Linked DNA regions of Pan troglodytes: region 1 is linked to region 2. A link is a contact called in public HiChIP or PLAC-seq data. All regions are on one chromosome and are shown on one strand. Each heading gives the region's core, a stretch centred on a gene start, on an enhancer-like site or on the middle of the called end of the contact. The rest is flanking DNA. Distances are from core to core; before and after follow the strand shown.

Region 1 (7,358 bases), core at 3,395-5,894, 140 kb before region 2:
GTGTTTAGTAAGTGCATAGTAAATGTGTAGTAGGTGGTAACTACTACATGGCATTCAGTATTCAGATCCTTCATAATTTAGCCTCTCCCTGTCCTTCTAGTCACACCTCCTGCGACATCACTACTCCAGCATCACTCCCCTAACACCCAATTCTCTGTCATGCCTCTATGCCTTTCTTTCTCCTTAGAATCCCTTTCCTTTCTTTTCTAATTTTATGGGAGAGTGGAGTCTTCCTGAACACCCATTCCTCTCTTTCCAGGCACAATTCATATAACTATGGAGATGATGTCTTCTGTAGTCTCTGGAATAGTTCCAATCTCAAATATTGTCTGTTGTAAAGACTGTTCTCATTTTTTATTCTGAAAATATGGTTATCAAACCATAGCACTTACACAAACTTTATGATGGCACCTATTACATTGTATTCTAATGATTCACATGTCTGTTCCCCTCATTAGTCTGTGATCTTTTTGAGGGCAGGGGCTTAATCTTTTCCTTTTTTTAATTAAAAAAATTTTTTTTGGAGACATGGTTTTGCTCTGTCGCCCAGGCTGGAGAGTGGTGGTGCAATTTTAGCTTACTGCAGCCTCGACCTCCTGGGCTCAAGTGATCCACCCATCTCAGTTTCCTTAGTAGCTGTGACTACAGGTGCGCACCACCACGCTCAGCGAATTTTTGTATTTTTTGTAGAGATGGGATTTTTGCCATGTTGCCCAGGCTAGTCTTGAACCCCTGGGCTCAAGCAATCTGCCTGCCTCAGCTCCCAAAGTGTTGGGATTACAGGAGTGAGCCATCCTGCCTGATGATGGGCTTAATGGTCATCTGTGTATTCCAGGAACTCTAATAGTGCCTGGGACGTAGCTTGGGCTAAATAATGTTAATTGAGTGAGTTAATTAATGAATGATTAATTGAATAAATAACCCATCCTCTTATTGTAGAATCCTTTCCTTGCTCTTGCCAGTCCCCATCCCTTCATTCTAATCTTAGAAACTGTTCTGGCTGGGCGCAGTAGCTCATACCTGTAATCCCAGCACTTAGGGAGGCCGAGGCAGGCAGATCACGAGGTCAAGAGATCGAGACCATCCTGGCTAACACAGTGAAACCCTGTCTCTACTAAAGATACAAAAAATTAGCCGGACGTGGTGGTTTGTGCCTGTAATCCCAGCTACTTGGGAGGCTGATGCAGGAGAATCGTTTGAACCCGGGAGGCGGAAGTTGCAGCGAGCCAAGATCGCACCACTGCACTCTAGCCTGGGCGACAGAGGGAGACTCTGTCTCAAAAAAAAAAATAATAATAAAATAAATAAATAAATAAATAAAATAAATAAACTGTTCTAAGATATGAATGACACTTTAATAAAGGTGTGGGTGTGTACTCACATGTACTGAAGTCTGTACCTGTGGCCCTACTTTGAGGTCATCAGATTGTACCCCCTTTCCCAAAGTATGTATTGGTGAACTCCCTTTTCTGTTTCCTTGGGGGCACTAAGCCAACATGTCCTGCTCTGCCCCTGTTTCCACACCCTGCCACGTCACCACAGTTCTACTATGCTAGGAATGTTACTGGGGAGGAGTGGTTCCATGACTCAGAGGACACCCCAGGTACTGAGTGGGAGTGGGGGCGCCCCAGGGACTGAGTGGGAGTTGGTGAAATTAAAAATAAAAATAGTACTTGATGAAAATAAAAATTAAAAATATAAAAAATTAGCTGGGCGTGGTGGTGCATGCCTGTAGTCCCAGCTACTTGGGAGGCTGAGGCAGGAGAATCGCTTGAACCCGGGAGGTGGAGGTTGCAGTAAGCCAAGCGCCACTGCACTCCAGCCTGGGTGACAGAGCCAGACTCTGTCTCAAAAATAAAATAAAATGGAATTCACAGATTAGCTCACAGGGAGAAGATTCCTCTGTTTGACTGCGTTGGTCATTCTGGGATTTATTAGTCTGTTTCCAATTTTAAAATCAGAAACAGCTTTACATCAACACCAGCCGAATTTTTTTTTTTTTTTTTTTTTTTTTTTTGAGACGGAGTCTCGCTCTGTCGCCCAGGCTGCAGTGCAGTGGCACGATCTCGGCTCAGTGCAAGCTCCGCCTCCCAGGTTCATGCCATTCTCCTGGCTCAGCCTCCCGAGTAGCTGGGGCTACTACAGGCGCCGGCCAACTCACCCGGCTAATTTTTTGTATTTTTAGTAAAGACGGGGGTTTCACCGTGTTAGCCAGGATGGTCTCGATCTCCTGACCTCGTGATCCGCCCGCCTCGGCCTCCCAAAGTGCTGGGATTACAGGCGTGAGCCACCGCGTCCGGCTACACCATCCGATTTCTAAAGTAACTCAGGAAATGGTAGCAACCCTATGCCTTTTCGGAAAACAAGGATAATTTATTCAACAAATATTTATTTATTGAATACCTATGAGCCAAATCCTGTGCTCAGTGTGCCCCTCACTAGTTCCTGTCCTGTTTAGTTGAGTGGAGGGTATAGGTACAGGGAATTATAAAATACTTCAACACAACAAAATTCCACTGCTGTGGAATTACAAACAAGATTTTGTCTACTTTCGGTGCCCAAAGGAAGACGAATAATCCAGCAGGTGGCAGCAGGGAAACAATTATTTTAGATCTTCATAAGGGAGGAGTAGAAGGCTGCCGTAAATGCATGGGGATTTTTTTTTTTTTTTTTTTTTTTTTTTTTGAGTTGGAGTTTCGCTCTTGTTGCCCAGGCTGGAGTGCAAAGGCGCCATCTCGGCTCACCGAAACGTCTGCCTCCCAGGTTCAATCAATTCTCCTGCCTCAACCTCCGGGGTAGCGAGTAGCTGGGATTACAGGAATGCTCCACTACGCCTGGGTAATTTTGTATTTTTAGTAGAGACGGCGTTTCTCCATGTTGGTCAGGCTGGTCTTGAACTCCCGACCTCAGGTGATCCGCCCGCCTCGGCCTCCCAAAGTGCTGGGCTTACAGGCGTGAGCCACTGCACCCGGCCTTTTTTTTTTTTGAGACTGAGTTTCGCTCTCGTTGCCCAGGCTGGAGTGCAATGGCGCGATCTCGGCTCACTGCAACCTCTGCCTCCTGGGTTCAAGCGATTCTCCTGCCTCAGCCTCCCGAGTAGCAGGGATTACAGGCACCCGCCACCACGCCCAGCTAATTTTTTGTATTTTTAGTAGAGACGCGGTTTCACTATGTTGGCCAGGCTTGTCTCGTACTCCTGAGCTCAGATGATCCACCCACCTCGGCCTCCCAAAGTGCTGGAAATTCAGGCGTGAGCCACCGCGCCCGGCCTGCATGGGGATATTCTATGGATGTTCGGGTCCTAGGTTACTTTATGAGGACCCACAAGACATCTGGAAAGAGGATAACCAGGTCATTCTGGGGGTTACAAAACCTGTTTGTTTTTTTTTTTTTTTTTTGAGACAGTTTCGCTCTGTCGTCCAGGCTAGAGTGGAGTGGCGCGATCTCCGCTCACTGCAAGCTCCGCCTCCCAGGTTCATGCCATTCTCCTGCCCCAGCCTCCCGAGTAGCCTGGGACTACAGGCGCCCGCCACCACGCCCGGCTAATTTTTTGTATTTTTAGTAGAGACGGGGTTTCACTGTGTTAGCCAGGATGGTCTCGATCTCCTGGCCTCGTGATCCACCCGCCTCGGCCTCCCGGAGTGCTGGGATTACAGGCGTGAGCCACCGCGCCCGGCCACAAAACCTGTTTTAATGGAGTTATTTCATGGGCCATGAATTTGAGAGGATCTATCTGACCGACTCTTACCCCGAATGTTTTACCATTCCTCTTTATTTATTCATTCCATAGATAATTATGGAGCCCCTACTATGTACGAAGTCACGGGAGGAGCTGGAGATACAAGAGTGAACCAAACACAGTCCTTGCTCCCCAGAAGTTTTACAGTTTGCTCAGAGAGACTGGTCTTCCCACCAGGGTTCATAGCCTACGGGGTACTTTGTTAAAAACGAGCAGTTACTACGAAGACTACAATGGGAGAAATTTTTCTGTGTATCTCCATGCCCTTTGGAGCACAGATAATTGACAGTTGGAGGCTAAAGGGGTTGGGTCGCGGGAAGGTTGTGATAAGTCCCTGATAGCCTCCCGTGCCCTTTTTTGACAGGTCTTCACTGATTCATGCATCAAATATTTACTGAACTCCGTCACTGTGCAGTGCCTAGCTTTGTGCTTGAGGCAAACAAAACACAGATCTATTTCGAATGCCATTCCGAGGAAGGTAAGACATGCACGCACGTTTAATCAAATAGTAAACAAGAGTAGTAAAACAGGAAAAAGACTAAGAAGAGTTCTTGGTGGTATTAAATGTTTTGTGATATTCGACACCTTAACGTCTCTGACTCGACACCAGTACTCCCGCAGAGAGTTCTTTCCTGGGTTAGGAATTTCAGAGGACTTGGCGGACCGACTCTTGTCCCGAGTTCAGATCACTCGACCCAGTCCTAGCAAAGAACTGAACCTAAGAGGACCTGCCGAGCCACCGTAGAGACTGTCGGCCAACCCGCGCGCGCACATCTTCCACCCGTGGACTCGTCAGGGCGTGAGGACCCACCTCACGTGACCATTAGCAGCCTCCCGATTGGTTTTGCTCCTTTTCTCTCCCCAATGAGTGGGCTGATGCCCCGAGAAGGTCGGGCGCATGCGCAGTGCTCGGATTTTGCTTGGCTACCCGGAGTGAAGCGGCCAGGTTGGGCGATTAACAGGCCGTGGTTAGGGCGGACGGAGAAGGGGCGTTCGCTCTTCTGGGACTTTTCATGCCTCGTATTTTTTTCAGATGTGGCTTGGTCTGGGCGCAACGTCCCAGCAGCCAGCTTAAGCTTACTCTTCTGTGAAAGGGGAAAGTATCCCCTGTGGAAAGCGGTTAAACTTGTGGAGGGGGTGCGGGACGTGAGTTCTTCCCCATGCCAGGCGAATGGTGTGGCCTTGAGCTGGTCCAGGAGCCGGCTCGACGTGTCTGAGGGAGGCCCCGGAGGGGGCGGGGAGGTGGCCCACAGAACGCGGGTTCTGTAAAGAGACGTTGGGAAGATTCGATTCCGAGAAGAGGAAGAACCGGATTGAAAGAGAGCCAGGCCGCTGAGGGGGAGGGGGCTGCCAAGATGGCGTCGGCCTCCTCCGGGCCGTCGTCTTCGGTCGGTTTTTCATCCTTTGATCCCGCGGTCCCTTCCTGTACCTCGTCCTCAGGTAAGCCCGGCAGGGCGTGGGTAGGGAGCTGGTGAGGAATATGCGATGGGAGGAAGAGCGAGACCTAAGAGGGTACCTGTAGCTGGGAATGTCCTACGTGTTACCGGTAAGTGGGCGCGAGCTGGGCTTTCAAATAGGGATTTATGAGCGGGCAGGAGTTTGAGGAAAGGGTAAGTTTGATTAAGAAGTTGTCGAAAACTTTGGTTGTCTTTGAGGAGGACGGATGGAGATTGAAGGTGGGGGTAGGGTGGCCGGGCGCGGTGGCTCACGCCTGTAATTTCAGCACTTTGGGAGGCCTTGGCGGGCGGATCATTTGAGGTCAGAAGTTCGAGACGAGCCTGGCCAACATAGTGAAACCTCGTCCCTACTAAAAATACAAAAATTATCCGGACAGTAGTGGCGTGCGTCTGTAATCCCAGCTACTCGGGAGGCTGAGGCAGGAGAATCCCTTGAGCCTGGGAGGCAGAGCTTGCGGTGAGCCGAGATTGGGCCACTGCTCTCCAGTCTGGGCGAGAGAGTGAGACCCTGTCTCAAAAAAAAAAAAAAAAAAAAAAAAGAAGTTGCGGTAGGAAACAAGAGAAACGGAAGGGAGTAGAGGATCTAAGAAAGTAAATGGAGGCCTAAGAAGTAGAGAGAACTACTTAGTGTGAGAGGCAGGTGGAATCTAAGTTGATTGTGGGCTAATTGGATGAAAATGTTGAAGAGAAGCCATGGGGCTTAAAAGATATCGAAAAGTTATTGGACGCTTTCGATTTCTGGAGAGGTAGGGAATCGTGAATTTTGTTGGGTGGGTGGGAGTTGTTGAAGCCATCTTTTCCCTCAGATACTCCCCCCTAATGTGTCACCCCTTCTCACTTCGCACCCCCACCCTTAGGGCCGCACAGGCACACAGACACACATACATACTTTCTCAGACTAATTCCTTTGGTGATTCCCAACTCTAAACTGCCCAACTTTGGGAAGGAATGGAAATTTTGAAGAGAGTCTAAGGAATGTAGGAAATTAAGGTCAAAGACCTTAAAAACAGATGAGAAAGATGGAATGGAGTCTTGAATTGCAGTAGAGACTGCGAGAAGTGATGTTTTGGAAATTAGGCCTGAGAAGAAGAAAGATGGGTGGGGGGGTGACTGTAAGTGTTGTGGGGGAGTATTGCATAATAGAAAAATGGACTGGAAGAATGCTTAGGCTGTATCAGGAGATTGGAATTTGGAGAATGGAGCCAGGTTAATGTAGAGAGCTCAGCGTATTAATAGTTAAAAACGAATGAAGATTGAGGGAGGGCTGAGGAGGCTCACAAGAAAAGCAGTAGATTGTGTGTAGGAGAGAAAGTGTGTGTATGTGTGTCGGGTGGGGGGGCGGGAGGTGAGTCAGAAACTGAGCGCTTCCATCAGAAGTGTCTGGTGTTTCACAGTAACTGCTGCTTCTACACTTGAATAGACGCTGCCAGATGTTGGATGCTTTGCTTGAGATTTTGGTATTTCCTCAGGCCTGGTGTTGCGTTTTTGCTGTTTAGAATTTGCTGAATAGGGTTCCTTCCACCTTTCACATTCCAGCTCAGATGCTGGAATATCTAGTCACACATATCTTCTTAATAAGCTGCAGTTTTATTTATTTTTAATAAATCTCTATTTTTAGTTTGTTGAGAGGGGATTTTTTACCTTTCCTATAAAAGTATTAGGGGACCAGAACAACTCATGCTGCATTATAAGCATGAAATAGGATAAAGTAAAAGTGACAAGGTATTTATTTATTTATTTATTTATTTTTGAGACGGAGTCTCGCTCTGTCGCCCAGGTTGGAGTGCAGTGGGGCCATCTCGGCTCACTGCAAGCTCCGCCTCCCGGGTTCACGCCATTCTTTTGCCTCAGCCTCCCGAGTAGCTGGGACTACAGGCGCCCACCACCACGCCTGGCTAATTTTGTTTTTTGTATTTTTAGTAGAGACGGGGTTTCACCGTGTTAGCCAGGATGGTCTCGATCTCCTGACCCTGTGATCCGCCCGCCTTGGCTTCCCAAAGTGCTGGGATTATAGGCGTGAGCCACCGTGCCCCACCTGGGTTTTTATTTTTAATAGAGTAGCTCCTTAATTTGAAACCTGCTTCCCCTCTAATCCCCAACCCAGAAAGAAGAAGGGTTGTGTATGGTCCATAAACAAACTTCTCAACTATTAAGTCAGGTGT
Region 2 (7,057 bases), core at 1,755-4,254:
GGAGTAGCTGGGATTACGGAAGCTCGCCACCATGCCCGGCTAATTTTTTGTATTTTTAGTAGAGATGGGGTTTCACCATGTTGGCCGGACTGGTCTCAAACTCCTGACCTCAGGTGATCTGCCTGCCTCGGCCTCCCAAAATGCTGGGATTACAGGTGTGAGCCACCGCGCCTGGCAGGAAAGCTTCTAATAAGGGGAATTATGAGGAGACTGCACCATGACTAACGACAAGGAAGAGAAAGGAAGTGGGATAAGATGACATAACTACTCCCAAACAGACCTAGAATCAGAAAATGAATGGAATCTCACGTGCCCTTTCGCTATCACAGGCTGAGAGAGACATGGCAGCAACTAGTTGCCTAAGTCTCAGTTCACTCCAAGTTCTCTTTTCCAGCCAGCTTCCTCAAAGTGCTTTCCCACAAACATACTTTCCACCTATAGAATCTGGAGTTATGGATCAAGTACATGAGGAACAGCACAGAAAATCAGCCACTTAATGCACTGGGGGAAAAAGCAAAGCAGATGAAGGAAGCAGGCCTGGAACTTGTCTTTCAAAATGACTTACACCCCTGGTTGTGGACTAGAAACATCTGACAGAAAGACCAAGGTGAAGGAAAGTTCTCAGGATGACTAAACCACTACTAATAAATACCTTTTGCCTGAGGAACCCAAAATATTTTGTAAACAAATAAACCAAATCTGATTTTTTTCCCCCAACCCACATCCTGCTACCAACTTATTACTGCACTGATGCCTACAGAGAGTGGGCATTTTCCAAAAGGATCACTCTAGAGGTCAAGTGAGGAAGTCACATGCTGAACCCAGGAGTCCTGATTCTGAATGTACAAGCTCTTTCCATTGTCTCGTGTTCCTTTTTCCAGTTATACCCTTACCCCACTCCAGGCCTGAATTCTTATGGAACCAACCAAAACTATTCTAGTAAACCACAAGAATAAACTGATTCCTCATGGATCTGGACAGGGGTGAGAAGGCACTCTATTCTGTGATTCCTTTAACAAAAGCCTAAAATTAAATAATCTGAAACAAGATTTCTCACAATCTCATTCAATTTCCACGCAGGCCTGTTCATCCCTCTTAGTGGCTGCTCCGGAGTAGTCAACCAAGTGTAATCTGATAGGGACTTCTTCAAAACTTGCTCCGGCCTTCAGAAACACCCTTCTGTCCTGAACGGCCTGAGGCAGCTGAGGCTCCCCCTGCTCACAACACATTTTTCTTCTTAGTTCAAGGTTTAGTTGATCCTGAAATAAGTGGTATGTGGAGATAAAGAGTGTGACAGAGAACACATGAAGCCCACGGGAAAAACAGAACCAAATGTCACAAGGATCAGAGAAATCCCTGAAACTCGAGGGAGGTGTCAAAGTTGGAAATCCTGAATGGGAAGGGCACTGTCAAATCTCTCCCCTAAGACAGAAACCTCTAGAAAGTTGGGGGATTGAGGAGGGAGAAAGAGAAGCTAAAGAAAGTTATAGGGATCATAATGCATCCCAGAGAAGAGTGAGGACTAGGTTCAAAGTAAGAATGTAAATGGTACTTTTGGATTGATGACAAGGGCCCGAGATCCCTTAAGGAGAAGGGAACAGGCAATTCTTGGAAGCCAGGAGCTGGCTGGGTAGGTGGGTGACGGTGAGGTAATGGAATCAGAAGCAGCACAGGAAGACAGGGATGCAATCTTTAGCTCAGGGAAATGGGAACCCAGTGCTGGAGTTGCACAGGGACATAGGAGGAAAAGTGCAAACTAGGAAAAGAGATAGAGGTGGAGTCCATGGAAAAGGTTTGGGGCAGGGGCAGAGACGACGAGGAAGGACAAGGATGGGCATTATGGGAGTCGTCTGATATGGAAAGGGTTCATGACTTAAAAAAAAGAATTATTCGAGACGTAGGCAACAGGGATGAGTGAGGGAGGGGGGAATCCCCGAGGCAGAGGGAGGAGCTAATAGAAGAGGAAGCCAAAAAGCGGAGGAGGACCCCAGGCCTGAGAGGAAAGGGTGGAGAAGGAACCCGGGGTGCAGCTGACACCAAGAGGGCAGTTTCGTAGTCGAACTCAGGTGGGGAAGACTGTGCGGGACAGGGTGGGAGAGGGACCCCCCCCCCCAACAGGGCAAAGGTGACTCATGAAGGAGGAGTAGCTTACCTCTGGGGGACCCCCGCGGAGCGGGTGCGGGCAGTCGCGGTTGGACTGCCGACACTGCCGCCTCAGCAGCAGCGACCGCTCCCGGGTTCCATTGGCCGCCTGCGCTTCCCTGACAGCGGCCGCGGCGGCTGCACCAGGCCCCGGCTGCGGGGCTGCCCGCGGCGCCGCCTGAGGGGGCCTTCAGGCTGCCACAAGTTCGACCGGGCCACACAACCTCTTCTTCCTCCCTCAGTACAACCAAGACCAAAAAAATAATAAAATAAAATAAAATTCCCCAGCAGGTCTCGATGTAGTATTCTTCTCCGGAGTCCAAGCCAAGCCTTTCTTCCCAGGATACGCTTTCCTGCTTCCCCAGCGGTCAGGACCCTACCGATTCCATAGTAATCTAAGGAGTCGGGTGAGCTGCCTGGAACATGCCTGTTCAGAAATAGAAAAGGGGGCGGGGAAAAGATGTTTGGAAGCTCTCGAGGGAGAGAGGGCGAAGGGAGGAGCTTACGGGTGGGAGGAGGGGCCAATATTTAAGAAGCGGACTTAAGCGGTAGCGTTTGCGAGGTTAAAGAAGCCGAGAGAGAAGTAAAATTTGCTGCATAAGTAGGGTGAGCAGGCGGCCGTGGGTGCCCTGTTAAAGAAGTATGGACATATGCATACTTCCAGAAGTATATTAACATGCAAGTTATATGTAAACGACCGTTTGAGTAACTAACCAAATTACCGTAATTGCAATCAATGACTTTTCCCCCTCCCGTATGCTACAAGACTCCCTTAGTAAATCAGGCCGTGGGATGGACGCTGGGTTCCTAGAAGGGCGCGCAGGAAGACGGCGGACGGGGAAGACGTTCTTCCTGACTGCCCTTTTCCTACTTATCTTGGAGGACGATGCGGAGTTTAAGCTCCTTAACATTTCGGGAATGGCGCGGTCCAACCGCGTCAGTCTTTTCGCCGTTAGAGGCCCGACTCGAGGCCGTGGTTCTGCCTCCGAGGTCACCAACCTGCCTGGGCAGCCTGTGACCTCCAGCATCCATATGCCCAGCCCTCCAGGGAGGGGCTGGACAGGGCCAGGTTGGGAGAGGTGAGTGAAACGACAAAGGCTTGGAGGGCACAATCCCTTCTTCCAAACAAAACGAAACCATATTAGGCCAAACAAATAAACAAAAACACGCCATGCAAATGGGCCTCTGGTGTTGCTTTTGTGTATTTTTCGTTTGTTTGTTTGTTTTGTAAAGACAGGGTCTTGCTATGTTGCCCAAGCTTGTCTCGAACTGTTAGCCTCAAGCAATCTGCCGGCCTCAGGTACCAAAGTGCTGGGATTATAGGCCCGACCTCGCCCAGCAAGTTTTTTGTGTATTTTTCGGTTAAGATTGTTGATTTAGAGCCCTCTTTGTCCTCAGAACCTCTATCTCAATGCCTTTCCTAGGGCTTTACTTAATATGCAGTGCCCCTCATCAGTGCCTTACTTAATACATTGAGGCTAGTTATTTGAGCCCGGGTCTTGAATGCCATCTTCCCTGCCACTTACAAGCCATTTGATTTGGAATAACTAATGTAACCTCTTTAAACCTCAGTTTCTATGTCTACAAAGAAGACATATGGATGAAGTAATATTAGCCCATTACAGGGTTTTGTTAGGATCAAGAGAGTACAAGTTGCTACTATAGTACTTTATTATTAATTATTGGGACAATCATACAGGATAGATGATGAAAGAGTCACTGCTACAATGTTTAATTGGAAGGCAGAATAAAGTGTAATAGCTTGAAAATGCCTGTGTAAAACATGCAGTATATACAACAGTAGAACAAATGGGGTACCTAACCTAATTGCTGAAGGGACATAGTGGAGTTTAAGTTAATTTGGAAGGCCTATATGTGTATGGACACACACATACACACACACACACACACACACACACCAGTATATGGTGAATGAATGAATGGAAGGCTTCTTAGAAATACTGTGAGTCAGGTCTTAGAGTAGATATTGGATATAACCCAGCAAAATAAAAGACAAGCGAGCATTCTGAAAGCAAAAAAATTGTATGTTGAAGAATATAAATGGGAATTTGCTCATATCATGAGGAGAGGGCAAGCAGACAAGCTAGGTTAAAGCAGGAGTACAGTATGAAAGATGAACAAAGAATGGGGACAAGAGTGCCAAAGATAGTTTAAATTTGTCAGCTGGGCACAGTGGCTCACACCTGTAATCCCAGCACTTTGGGAGGCTGAGGTGGGCAGATTGCTTGAGCTCAGGGGTTTGAGACCAGCCTGGGCAACATGGTGAAACCACGTCTCTTCAAAAATACAAAAATTAGCCTAGCTGGCATGGTGGCATGCACCTGTAGTCCCAGCTACTTAGGAGGCTGAGGTAGGAGGATCACTTGAGCCTGGGAGACAGAGGCTGCGGTGAGCCAAGATCATGCCACTGCACTCCAGCCTGGACAACGGAGTGAGACCCTGTCTCAAAAAAAAAATCGGCTTGGTGTGGTGGCTCACGCCTGTAATCCCAGCACTTTGGGAGTCCGAGGTGGGTGGATCAGTCGAGGTCAGGAGTTTGAGACCAGCCTGACCGACTTGGTGAAACTCTGTCTCTACTAAAAATACAAAAATTAGCTGGGCATGGTGGTGGGTGCCTATAATCCCAGCTACTAGGGAGGGTGAGGCAGGGAATCACTTGAACCTGAGAGGCAGAGGTTGCAGTGAGCCGAGATTGCGCCATTGCACTCCAGCCTGGGCAACAGAGCGAGACTCCATCTCAAAAAAAAAAAAAAAAATTCTCACCACTGGTCTGGATTGGGGAGAATCACCAGTCCACATGTTAGGCCCACCAGCTCTTGGCCAGCTTCCAATCAGCTGTCCCGCAAATATCATGAGGCGATGACCCTGCTTTAGCCTAGAGTTTAAAATGTCATGTATCCCCTCAAGGGATAACGTTCCAAACAGCCACAAGACTAGCCTTTTGAAACATTGTAGAAAGACATGTGACAACCTTTTTTATAGTAGGAAGTTTTCTTATTTTCCAATGACAGAAAAAATTTCAGAAACATCTCTTCAAATTTGAAGCAGGAACTTTTTATAGCTAGTCAATTATAGACCACCCTACTAAAAATACACACACACACAAACATAAGTAGAAGATTTTAAGTTTCCTATTTATAGCTCTAAGGGTTCATATGTATAAATTTCTTTCTTTTTTCTTTTTGAGACAGAGTCTCGCTCTGTCGCCCAGGCTGGAGTGCAATGGTGCAATCTTTGTGTGTGTGTGTGTTTGTAGAGATGAGATCTCGCCATGTTGCTGAGGCTGGTCTTAAACTCCTAGGCTCAAGCAATCCTCTGCCTCACCTCCCAGAGTGCTGGGATTACAGGTGTGAGCCACAGAGTCTGGCCTGATTATTCCAGTAAACAAATGCCTCCCTATGAACTTTTTTACTTTTAGAGATGAGGTCTTGCTCTGTCTCTTAAGGCTGGGGTGTAATGGCACAATCATCGTTCACTTCAGCCTCGAAATCCTGGGCTCAGGCAGTCCTCCCACCTCAGCCTCCCAAGTAGCTAGGACTACAGGTGCATGTCCCATTGCCTGGCTTTATGAACATTTCTTTTCTTTTTTTATTTTGAGACAGGGTCTTGCTCCTCTGTCACCCAGGCTGGAGTGCAGCGGTGCCATCTCAGCTCACTGCAGCCTCCACCTCCTGGGCTCAAGCAGTCCTCCTACTTCAGCCTCCCAAGTAGTTGGGTCCACAGGTGCGTGCCACTACGCCTGGCTAATTTTTTTGTAGAGATGGGGTTTTGCAATGTTGCCCAGGCTGTTCTCGAGCTCCTAGGCTCAAGCAATCCTCCCACCTCAGCCTCCCAAGTAGCTGGAATTACAGGCCTGGCTCCACTGTGCCCAGCCTGAGCATTTTTTTTTTGAGACAGATTCTCCCTCTGTTGCCCAGGCTGGAGTGCAGTGGTGCAATCTCGGCTGACTGTAACCTCCACCTCCCAGGTTGAAGCAATTCTCGTGCCTCAGCCTCCTGAGTAGCTGGGATTACAGGCACACGACACCATGCCAGGCTAATTTTTTTTTTGTATTTTTAATAGAGGCGAGGTTTTACCATGTTGGCCAGGCTGGTCTCAAACTCCTCACCTCAGGTAATCCGCTTGCCTCAGCCTCCCAGAGTGCTGGGATTACAGGTGTGAGCCACCATGCCCGGCCAACCTGAGCATTTCTATATACTGTGAGATATATGTATCTGTGTTCAGCCAACTCTCTGTATAAAACGCTGAACAGATTTTTCACATAGGATGGAATCAGCAGGATGTTTTTAGATGAAGAAGTAGTACTACTGAGAAACCACAACATGAAGTAAAACACTTAAGACATATACAGTGACATTAATTCCCCCATTTATTATGCTGTGTGAATGTGTAGCATTTGCTTTAATTTCTAAAGAAGGCTGATTATTAGCTACAAAAATAAACAATAGATTCATTTATTTGAGGCCATAGACTACACATATAGAGTTTGCCTTGGTTTAACAGCAAAAGGTTATTTTTTATTTTTATTATTTTTTTGAGATGGAGTTTTGCTCTTGTTGCCCAGGCTGGAGTGCAATGGTGCGATCTCAGCTCACCGCAACCTCCACCTCCCAGGTTCAAGCAATTCTCCTGCCTCAGCCTCCCGAGTAGCTGGGATTACAGGCATGCGCCACCACACCTGGCTAATTTTTTTTTGTATTTTTAGTAGAGATGGGGTTTCTCCATGTTGGTCAGGCTGGTCTTGAACTCCTAACCTCCAGTGATCTGCCCACTTCGGCCTCCCAAAGTGCTGGAATTACAGATGGGAGCCACCGTGCCCGGCTATTATAGCAAAAGTTTATTTTAAATTTTAGTAAATTTATGATAAACTAAAATGAATAATAGAACTGGAAAA

The links. HiChIP or PLAC-seq counts read pairs in DNA pulled down with a chosen protein or histone mark.
Region 1: a contact with region 2 is called in an H3K4me3 HiChIP or PLAC-seq map of stem cell-derived excitatory neurons, with 2.1 times the contacts expected there. The contact joins the promoter of PIP5K1A here to the promoter of PI4KB in region 2. A contact is called at or near these places in 1 of 7 Hi-C or Micro-C datasets (stem cell-derived neural progenitor cells) and 1 of 1 datasets of contacts at active chromatin or transcription factors (stem cell-derived excitatory neurons).

Annotation. Positions count from the first base shown.
Region 1 is chr1:98,014,696-98,022,053 of NHGRI_mPanTro3-v2.0_pri, reverse strand. PIP5K1A (phosphatidylinositol-4-phosphate 5-kinase type 1 alpha) reads left to right here and starts at 4,644. Exons shown (of 15, transcript NM_001137558.4): 1 at 4,644-5,179. The coding sequence starts at 5,095.
Region 2 is chr1:97,870,912-97,877,968 of NHGRI_mPanTro3-v2.0_pri, reverse strand. PI4KB (phosphatidylinositol 4-kinase beta) reads right to left here and starts at 3,004. Exons shown (of 15, transcript XM_063813642.1): 1 at 2,865-3,004; 2 at 2,153-2,569; 3 at 1,058-1,259.